Regions from separate parts of the Mus musculus genome. Here all the other regions are linked to region 1. Evidence: chromatin contacts called from public Hi-C and HiChIP or PLAC-seq data. All regions are on one chromosome and are shown on one strand. Each heading gives the region's core, a stretch centred on a gene start, on an enhancer-like site or on the middle of the called end of the contact. The rest is flanking DNA. Distances are from core to core; before and after follow the strand shown.

Evidence for each region. A called contact is a pair of places that touch in the nucleus more often than the background predicts. HiChIP or PLAC-seq counts read pairs in DNA pulled down with a chosen protein or histone mark.
Region 2: a Hi-C map of forebrain shows a contact between it and region 1, with 4 times the contacts expected there. The contact joins two enhancer-like sites. A contact is called at or near these places in 1 of 484 Hi-C or Micro-C datasets (forebrain) and 3 of 115 datasets of contacts at active chromatin or transcription factors (differentiating embryonic stem cells, embryonic basal ganglia and embryonic stem cells).
Region 3: a contact with region 1 is called in an H3K4me3 HiChIP or PLAC-seq map of forebrain, with 9 times the contacts expected there. The contact joins two enhancer-like sites. A contact is called at or near these places in 1 of 484 Hi-C or Micro-C datasets (embryonic retina) and 4 of 115 datasets of contacts at active chromatin or transcription factors (embryonic basal ganglia, embryonic limb bud, embryonic stem cells and 1 more).

What each region holds. Positions count from the first base shown.
Region 1 is chr8:89,870,894-89,874,379 of GRCm38.p6, forward strand. No RefSeq gene overlaps it. Among named protein-coding and RNA genes, the nearest start is that of Gm24212, 210 kb to the left of the region's middle. Within about 2 kb of position 1,363, at least 14 of the 459 cell types and tissues checked have an H3K27ac peak or open chromatin away from gene starts, as enhancers often do. A contact at or near this core is called in forebrain, where this site is marked.
Region 2 is chr8:90,656,368-90,659,546 of GRCm38.p6, forward strand. No RefSeq gene overlaps it. Among named protein-coding and RNA genes, the nearest start is that of Gm35850, 83 kb to the right of the region's middle. Within about 2 kb of position 1,559, at least 20 of the 459 cell types and tissues checked have an H3K27ac peak or open chromatin away from gene starts, as enhancers often do. A contact at or near this core is called in forebrain, where this site is marked.
Region 3 is chr8:90,793,714-90,797,127 of GRCm38.p6, forward strand. No RefSeq gene overlaps it. Among named protein-coding and RNA genes, the nearest start is that of Gm19935, 22 kb to the right of the region's middle. Within about 2 kb of position 1,833, at least 177 of the 459 cell types and tissues checked have an H3K27ac peak or open chromatin away from gene starts, as enhancers often do. A contact at or near this core is called in forebrain, where this site is marked.

The DNA.
Region 1 (3,486 bases), core at 113-2,612:
AGGGCTAAATATGTATAGCTTCTAGACTATGGCTGCCTGCTATGTCTCATCATTCACCTGAAGAAGAGGCCAGAAGAACCCAGACCCAAGGGTGTACTATTTCATTTCACAGTGCAACTTTGAGTGGCTGGTAGAATAAGTGTGGAGGGTTATCCTAGAAGGATTCTGAGACTACCTTGTTGAAATTCAGCCAGAAAGAATGCTGTGCTATGCTTGATTGCTAATGTCTGTCATAAGCTCTGGGTTGATTAGGAATATATTGAACAAGCCACTCTTAATTAGAAGTACACATCACTATCCCTACACATACTAAAAGGACAAAGTGCTTAGGCATATCCAGTGTACAGGGAGGAAGTGACCCTCCCTTATAAGATATCTTTCTATGCATCCCATCCCACGCACACTGTATTGTCTGGTGTGTGTGTGTGTGTGTGTGTGTTTGCTTGCTGGCTGTTTACCACATATGTGCCTGGTGCAAGTGAAAACCAGGAAAAAAAAAGATATTGGATATCCTGGAACTAGAGTTACAAATGGTTGTTAGCTTTCATGTCTGTGTTAAGAATCAAACCTGGCTCCTCTTCAAGAGTAGCAAGTGATCTTAAAGTGATCTTAAGTACTGAGCTGTCTCTCCAGCTCTTTCCTATAGTTTAAAACTTCTCATGAAGAACTTTCTCACTTACTTAATTGATAAGTGGTAATGGTTAGGTAGTATCAGGTAGATATATGAATCTACTGGTCTTGGGCAATGATGGCTTTGCCACACAGAGTTGCATAAGACAAAACAGCCTGCCCACTTCTATCCCTAATCCCAAACATATGTGTCTAGTTTGCAAGTAGTGTTCAGAATCCATGGACAGCGAGTCAACGAGAAATCAACTGGGTGACTTGCACAAGTCACATCCCATGGAGCAAAGAGAAGTTCAAAGTCTAAGTCTTTGGGTCTCATTTGGGTCCCAGCAAGTCTCAGGAGTACATTGCCTGGGGCGTGGGGCTGTGCAGATCTTTGTCAGAGTCTTTTCTGCTGTCACATTCCTGGGGCTTGGCAGAGAAGTCATCTCAGCTTTGTAACTTCTGACACTTACTTCACATCTTGAAAACGCCCTCATGTTTGTCAGTGTACCATTAACCGAAGCAAGGAACTAGATCTGTCTGCTGAGCAGTGGCATTTGGAGCTAAATTAAAATGCTAACAGGCTTGTATGGTGCCAAGGACTGCATTCTGCAAAGAGCCAGAGACAGGGGCTGAAGCTTAGAGGCCATGCACACCAACACTTTGTGCTACCTGGCCTATGGGAGGCGCTGTAAGCTGCTCGCAGGCAGAAATTGAGACCACACTTCTATGCCTCCCACTCCCGTTCCCTCCTCCTTCTCATTCTTCAGCATGGCTTTTCTTGGAATGAGGCTATGTAAAGTCTGAAGAATCAGCCCCTGGCAATGACTGCTCACAGAAAATATCTTTTTTCCCCTTCTCCCCTCCAACAGTTTATATGACAGCATTACTTTGATATAGACAGTAAGATGCAATTACCCCCCCCCCAGGCTGAGCAAGGAGAGAACTCACCACCAAGAAGAACAATGAAGCAAAACTAAGACATTTGCCCTTAAAACAGAAGGGAGGATGCAGGGCTTGCTGTTCTTGTCACGATGGAGCCGAATGATTCAGTCTACAAATGTCAGGTGCACTGGGGCAATTCTAATCACCATGTTGATCCCTGGGTGTAGAACTTAAGAACAGCACTGTGGGTCAGTTCGAGAGGTCTTTTGGATAAATGGAATTAATAATGTCTTCAAGGATGACTGAAATCCCTAAAATTTGGAAGAGAGTTATGGCTGCATTAAGATCTTAAAATCAAAATGAGGAAGGCATGATGCTTAAAGAAGCCCAGACATCTTGGGAAGTCTTGACTGGTATGTTGAAAGAACAGGTATTAATTATCTACCGCTATTCCAAACACCTTTGAAAACAAGCAAACAAAGGAGTAAATACATCAAATTACACGTTGTGCCATTGTGCATTTATTGAGTCTCAGCCATGAGTATGCATTGATTATCCCGTTGCCATGGCAGAGAGAAATGGTTTCTGGGTTACGATGGCAGCTGCCATATGTTCAGCTTTAAGTCAACTGATTCCAACAGGAGCAGAGGAGGAAACAGGGATCTCTGCGAATGCTCCAGTTAGCTTTGAGCTGTCCTGTCTTGCACAGCAATTAGAAAAGCTGTGTCCTAATAAAGAAAAGCCTCCTCTGGTTGGGGATGGGGGCAGGATGTAACTGGAGTTGCTGGTAGTATTGTTTAGCTGAATTAAAAGCAACAGATACCTCTATGCTTGTGAATTCTGTTCATAACAGAATCAAGAAATGTTTGATTGTAAGATCTAAATCTTGAGTGTGTTCTTAAGTTTGATAGAGTCTGGACCACCTCAAGGAACGTCAGAGAGGATGAGTTGGGCACAATCTTGCCTAAGTTCTCTCTTTTCATGAAACATACTGGGCTGACATTTTTAAGGTCTGACTCAATGTGACAATGTGAAAAATACTGCCAGTTCAGACTCTAATGTCCTCACTGTAAGAACACTAACGAGGGTTTTGAATATCCAGGAGATTTCTTTTTGATGATTTTCCAGTATCTATGAGGAAGTTGGCAGTTTGCTTGCACAGGAACACACTGTTTTCTGGAATCCTACAATATGCTTTATGAAATCACTGCCACAATGTAAATGGTCCTTGAAAGATTCTGAGTCCTTCCAAAACTACCCATCTATGGAGAAAGGACTCTGGATACTGTACTATATCTCCAGTGGCTCTTTTGAATGATCCATATTTTCTTTCCTATGGAAACCTAAAGGAATGCCAGGGTTAGCAGACTCCATTGAGACAGTCTACACAGATGTGACATATTTATCATGGTGAAATGATCTCGCAGCTCCAGATTCTCTGGCTGAGTATTTTCTACACAGACATAATGACAGGGCTGCTTGCGGAGTCAGGGCCTAAAATCACTCACACCACCACTACACATTTGGGGCAAGAGCTGGAACAGACATTCCCAAAGCAATCCTCACAGGGTATTAATGGGCCAATAACACTTTTAGTCTCCTTTGGCATGCAGTAAAACTGTACTAAGGTATCACCATACACCCACTGGATTGGCTCCAACTTGAAAGCTTAGCAATAACAAGGGCAATTGAAGCTATGGGGCATCTGTAACCCCATTTTCAAAGTGACGATACCACTTTGTAAAACAAACAGGAAAGAGCATCATTCAAACAAAAACAGAGAAGTTCAAGTACTCTGACCTGGAAGACACACCCTCAGGTATGTGATAGCTACAAGTGCAATTTTTCTCTCACACCCGTTAATACTAGAATGAACAAATAAATCTGCATGGAAATATATAGATTACACCTTTGTGTGCCTACCTGTTTATCATCGACCTTATTTATTGTTCACTAAGTTATATTTCCCATTAAAAACCAGATGAGGGCTGG
Region 2 (3,179 bases), core at 309-2,808, 790 kb after region 1:
AAACACAGCTTTGTCCTCATCCAGGAAGGTACTGTGGGTCTTGGCCACACTTTCTATTTATGGCTATGCAGATAGGTTGGCTTTATTTTAAAGATTTTTTTTAAAGGATTCCCTTCATGTTAAAAGAGGTTTGGATGAAATGAATCTGTTAGTCTCCCTAGCTCTAAGATCCTGTGTTTTTATGACAGTAAACTCACTCAAACAGCTGTTGTTTTTTAAATAACTAATTAGCAGTACCATAGTTGGCTACTAAAGTTAATTGAAGGGGGAAAAAAGCCAAGTAATAAATTACTTCGACCCATGTGATTGTTTCCTTGTTATAGAACGACAGTAAGTACTCGGAATGGGGTTGATTTGTTATTAAGATCATGATGATACCTACCACTACTCATTGTTATGCAACAGAAACTTTGCTTGGGTTCCTGCCTTAATCTTCCCTGAGTCCATTAAGTAGATCATATAATTTCCCCCATTTATATGTCAGAAAGGCTCAAGAGGTTAACTGAATTTCCCCGAGATTGTAGATAAGTGACAGAGCCAAGATTTGAATCCAGATTGACTTTATGCCAAAACTTTTGTTCTTCTCCATCATACCATACAGACTCCAGACTTAAGGACAAACTCCGCTCATGGGCACAAGCCAGTTTTAATCTACCCTTTGATGACTGACTGACTGGTTGACTCTTTGACAGATCAAATACCTTCCATGCCAAGCCTCCAATAGGATAAGAGAAACCAATTTTCCCACCATTCTCCACTCTGTACATTTGAATAAGTCTTTGTATTTCCCTGCAGGTATAAGACAATGCTCGTTTAAAAGGGATCAGAGATCCATATTTGTCTTTACCCGGTCTCATCCATGATTCATTTTTAACAGAAGCAAGCCCCTCCTCCCCCTTCCCTCTGCCCGTTCCTCGTACATAGCTATATTGCTTGGCTGACTGCACGGATCCTTTGACAAAGCATGTGTCACTCTCACAGCTAATAGATTGATATGATAGCAAACAAATGTCTTTCCATTTGGAAGAATTTATACTTGAGAAAACACCTTTCCCCCAGGACCCTCTACTTATCCATGAGGATGAATCATGGGGATGGGTACAAGACAATCCCTACAGAGAGGTTTTTCAAAACCAGCTTTGATTGGTTGGCCTTCAGCTAGGTTTTTTTGCTTTTTTTTTTTTTTTAAGCACCTACAAATTAGGCATGCCGATTATCTTTTCAAAGTCTTTCTGGCTTTGTTCATTTTAATGGCAGAATAAGACAGCATTTAGACCCAAACACTTTCCCGGCAGTGTGCAAGCTGGGCCCTAAACATTTACCAAGAAATCGTCCCAGGGTCCAGTCGTCTTTCAAACAGAAACAGTGTTTAGCTACATAGAAATCACTTTAGGACAGAGCTGTTCCAACAGTCGCTGTGCCCACAGAAAAGGATTCTATTTTGGCTAGCAAATACTTGCAAAAAAAAAAAAAAAAAAAAAAAAGCCTTTCTAGCTATCCATGGGAAAGGAGTGAGTGCCCCCTGGTGAAAATGTGGGAAACGCTTCCATATGTTGTTTTTGGCTGGCAAGAAGGTGCAGATGTCTTCACAATAAAAATATACTCGCTGAGAGTGCTCATATCCTTGAGAAGAGCTGGCACCGTTTGCAGGACTGGATCTAAAGGTGACAAAGGCATACAAAGGAAGCAGGACAGAGGGCCTACACCAGAACAGACAAGTTGGAGCCACAGGTGAACCCGAATTTAAGTGTCTCTTTCTGGCTTCACCAAACCTACCCTCCATCTGTCTCCACCCTCTTCCTTGTCCAGGGGAGCCAACCTATAGGACTTTATTATGTATCCCTTGGCCTTCTGCCCTCTAGTCAGGTTTACCCAAGGGGAGGCACTGGCTGGTGATGGAGGAGGAGGTATAGGAAAATGTTTATTCCCAGGCTCCATCCTTCCAGTACATTTGGAAGGTACTGTCTCCCCTTTCCCCTGCCACCACCACTGCCCATAATCTCAGCAACTCCAGACAGCTGTTCTATATAACTTTCTCTTGAAGGTCTGGTGCCCTTTAAGCATATGGTGGTTAGAGCTCCTCACTGTTGCTGGCTTGAAGTACTTCACCATTCTCCCAGAGTTCCCTTCCTGCTACACCCACCTTGGTTAAAACAAAACAAGTTCAGACAGCAAAAATGCACACTGACAACCTTTATCAAGGTACCATCTCCTTTCCAAGTTTATCCTGACTGGTGCACATGCCACGATTTCTATAATATGCCTTTAAAATGCAGGTAGAGTGCTACACGCATAGAAGCTCAGAAGGAAGCTGGAAAGGATGCTGAGGCAGGAGGATTGTGAGTCTGGGGCCCAACTTGGACTGCGTAGCAGGACTCTTATCTCAGACAAATAAACAGTAACAACATACAATATACACAAAACATAAATGCAATAGACATCTAGATTTGTGTAGCACCAGGGACCCCTAAATCTCCCAGTCATTGTAGGCTCCAAATCACCTGGACAGAAGTGAAGTTAAAAAAAAAAAGAAAAAAGTATGGCCAGCTGTACAAAGGTAAGGCAGAAATCTCAGTGGTTTTCAGAGTCTTACTTCCTTCCGTGGCCTGTGACATCTTTAGCTCAAAGTCAAAGCTCTGACTTTGTTTTGAGTAGGACGAAGATTCTGTTTACATTTAGCCTTCACCCATCTCTCCAGGGTGAAGAGAGAACAAATTGTCCTGTCAGGAGAGATCCGTGAGATTAAACAATAGTGTGTTGGCTCTATGGTGCTAAACTGTTGAGAGTAGAGGCTCTGCAGACCCAAGAACAAAAGGACAGCCCCCTGGTCTGTAACCAGGGCACCAGCCCAAGGGTCTGTTCACTGGCAGGAACACACAGATGTAGCTGGACCCTGCCAGTCCTCCACACATCCGGACTTTCTGCATGATTCCATTGTGAGGCTGTCATTCCGGATTGTGCCTGTGAACTCTCTGCTGCTGGGGGTGGAGAGGAGGAGGGAGGAGCAGAGGAGCTAGCATGGCCTTAGGCTTTCAAAGCTGGGCTCCACTCCCAGTCTTACTTCTCCCTTACTGTGTGATGGGGAACAATGTTAACCCTTCCAAGACCCTTCCCCAACCTCCCAGTGAAGATAACCACAGCATCAATGCCGTTTACCCACCTAGCTGGTGTCATGAACC
Region 3 (3,414 bases), core at 583-3,082, 920 kb after region 1:
ACATTCCTGAGTGTTCCTAAAATGGCTCATGCTTGCTATCCTGGCTGTGTCTGCTCAGCACAGTTAAGGAAGGTGACAACAAGCTGTCTCTCTGCACACGACACGAGGGATTACAAAGGAGACATCTTTGGCTTCTGGATTCCAGAGTTTTCTCCATGGCCCCAAAATCCCTGCTCTGAGAATGTGCAAGACATCCATGCTCAGGGCTGCCAGGCTGGCCTGCATCTCTTTGCCTCTCCTGCCCTCTAGTGGTCACTCCCCATGCTGATCTTTCCACACCATTTTTTTGCTACTGAGTTTTAAAATACAAAACCTGTAAAGAAAATTCTTGCAAATGTATCCAATGCTCAGTGGAACTTCATCTAGCTTTATATGTATTCGACATATCTATTTCTATATGTAGCTTTAAGATACCTTAAGGCTGGACTTATAGTTAAGTGATAGAGCACTTCCTTACCCAGCATACACAAGATCCCAGGTTTTATTCCCCCAGCACAATAATAATAAACTTACCTGTGCATTCATGTACCAGATGCCAATCCCACAAGCTAGGCCCTCTTCAGGAGAATCACAAGTTCAAGGCCAGTTTGGTCTATATAGCTAGTTCTAGGCTAGCTTGGACTTTAGAAGGAAAACCTAGTGTGTGTGTATGTGTGTGTGTGTGTGTGTGTGTGTGTGTGTGTGTGTGTGTGTGTGTGTGTGTGTGTGTGTGTGTGTGTGTTCTATTTTAAGTGTGTGTGTGTGTGTGTGTGTGTGCGTGTTCCATTTTAAGTATATTTTATAAACTTATTACATGTTATTATATTAACATATTATATATAAATAATAAGTTAAAATGTAGCTTTTATGTTCATGAAGCCCTAGCTAGAACGACTAAGAGTAAAAGTTCTAGTCAAATGTTCAGTGCAGTTGATGGTGCTGCAGAGGATACAGGGGATGCCCTAGAGCGTCCTGAAAGGCATCCTGGGAAAGTGAGAGTGAAAATATGAAGGGTGAGGGACCAGAGCTATGATGGCAAAAAGCCAGGGAGTTAGCAAGTCAAAACTTCTGTGTCCAGGGAGAGTAGGATGAGCTTGAAGAAGGGAACATAGAGCTGTGTGGCTGGAATGTCAAACACTGGAGCCTGGGATGGTGGGAATACAGACGGGAGGACTACACGGTGGTCTTCGTGTGAATCTTTGTCTTTATTAAGATGAACCGTTCATTCTCCCTTTCCTCTCTCCCTTCCTAGCCCCCTCCTTCTTCCTGTCTTCCCTTCCTCACTCTTCTTCCTTTCTCCTTCCTTCTTTGCTTCCGGTTGTAAACCCTGGCTGCCCCTTGGGACCATCTAGTCAAAACCTCAGCCAGCAAGATCATTAGGGCTAGGATGAGCATCTCTGGTTTTTAAGGTCTCCCTGGGTGATTCCAGTGTGTGGCTCCAGGAGAAGCCTCCTGGAGACCTAAGAAAGCCTGAATTGTTCGCTTGCCTTTTCCTCCCTCTAGTGACTGTTCTGTGCTCCTAAATCTGCTCTAAACCTGCAGGCAGATGTTACCTCCAAGAAGGTAAATTCTCCTGCCTGACTCTCCACCAGATAGTTGAAGTTTTGAAACAGCGCCCAGGGTGCTGGAAACCCTCAGACCCCAGCCATCAAAGACCTGCGTGGAGGACAGGGAGCTGTGTATACAAATATGTCCAGCCCGGAAGAAACTAAAAACCCTACAGCCTTTCACTCTTTTTACCCTGCCCCTGGAGGAAGCAGGGCCAGCCCCGCCCACACTTCCTTCTCCCCACCGCACCCCACCCCCACCATCCCTTGCCTCTGTTCCATTCTGTCCCCTAGGTGGTGCCAAAGAGCAGTGAGCCTGTTTTCTGTTTTGTTGTACTTTGATCAAGATTAGATCTCTGTTTTGAAAAAGCCCCACTACCGGCAGGTGGAAGAGGGTTTGAAACTGGACCATAGCATCAGAGGAGAGCAGGTCAAAGCCATTAGTAACGCAATTCTGGTGCGAGGTGATGGTGTCATGGCCGCTCTGACTGTAGCAGAAAAAGAAGAGTCACATTGTAGAGAGTGTTGGCTTCCTGTTGGCTTGCACACAGCAGCCAGCTCAGAGAGGAGAGGGATGCGTCAGGGATGTTTTTAGATTCTTGTTTGAATAAACAGATGGGTGTTGGAGTCAGTTCCTGGGGCAGGGAACAGAGGAGCAGATTTCAGGGGTGGAAAATAAGAAAAGTACCAGGGTGGTTATGAACAAATTCAGGATAATGGGCTACAAGAGCCAGGTCACTGTACTCATTTGTGCAGTAAATAATCCAGGCGTGACGGCAGGTGCCTGGAATACCGTGCTTAGGAGAGATGGAGGCAGGGAAACCTAGCTCAAGTTCATCCTTGGATATATAAGGAAGCTTGAGCTAGAGACCTTGTTTCAAAAACACACGCATCCTCACATGGATACACACATTTTCAGCCCTTCGTAATTATCAGGCACAGATTTAAGCTTTTCTCCTTCGAGAAGTTAGACTGGAGCTCGTCCTCTGGTCTCTGGGTAGGACCCTGCCTTACTTCTGCCAGTTGAAAATCCAACAAGGATTTAGCCAGTTCATTCTCAGAGCTGACCACACAGGAGGCACAAAAACCACAATGTTCCTCTTGACTTAAAGAGTTTGTGTCTCTGGGGAGTTTGTATGTTTCTCTTGCCTTCCTGGCCTCAAGTTTATAATCCTCCTGCCTTAAGTCTTTCCAAGTGGTAGGATTACAGAACACCAAGCTTGGCAGAAGATTCCATTTCTGACCTGCTTTTCTGACCTTGACAAAGTAAACTTTTTCTGAAAGTTAAAAAAACAAACAAAACAAAACAACTGGAACCTAGAAACCACATTCACCTGGGACATGACAGTAAAACTGTTCAGGTCTGAAGAAAGGAAACCCACTGTCCTGTTGTCTCATCCATGAACCACAGGAAATATTTCTCCCTGTAAGTCACAGACCTTAACACAAAAGGGCTTTGAGACAGAAAGGACAGTGGGCTTCATCTCAGCACTTTGGAAGTGACAACAGAAGGAGAGTAAGTTCCAGGCTAGCCTGCTGTACGGAGGAAGACTGTCTAAAACTAAAAAAGACAGGAAGGAAATAAAGTACTGTGAGTAACTGAAGAAGAGAAAGTTCTTGGAGTCCCTGAGCAGCAAAGTCAAAGAGCCAGAAAGGCAAAGAGGAATCAATAGAAACCATCTAGCCAGTCTTTCCCAGAGTGATTTCCTTGGAACACTGCCTCCTAAAGAATACAGAAATTTAAGTGCTGTTTGATATCAGGATTTTAAAAGGTTGGAAAGCCACCTGTGGTTTGTCGAACCTCTTAGAACTTCAAAGTATATACATAGACATTAAATATCAAAAATTTGCTAATGAACCTCCTTACATTCTATGGACCATATATGGC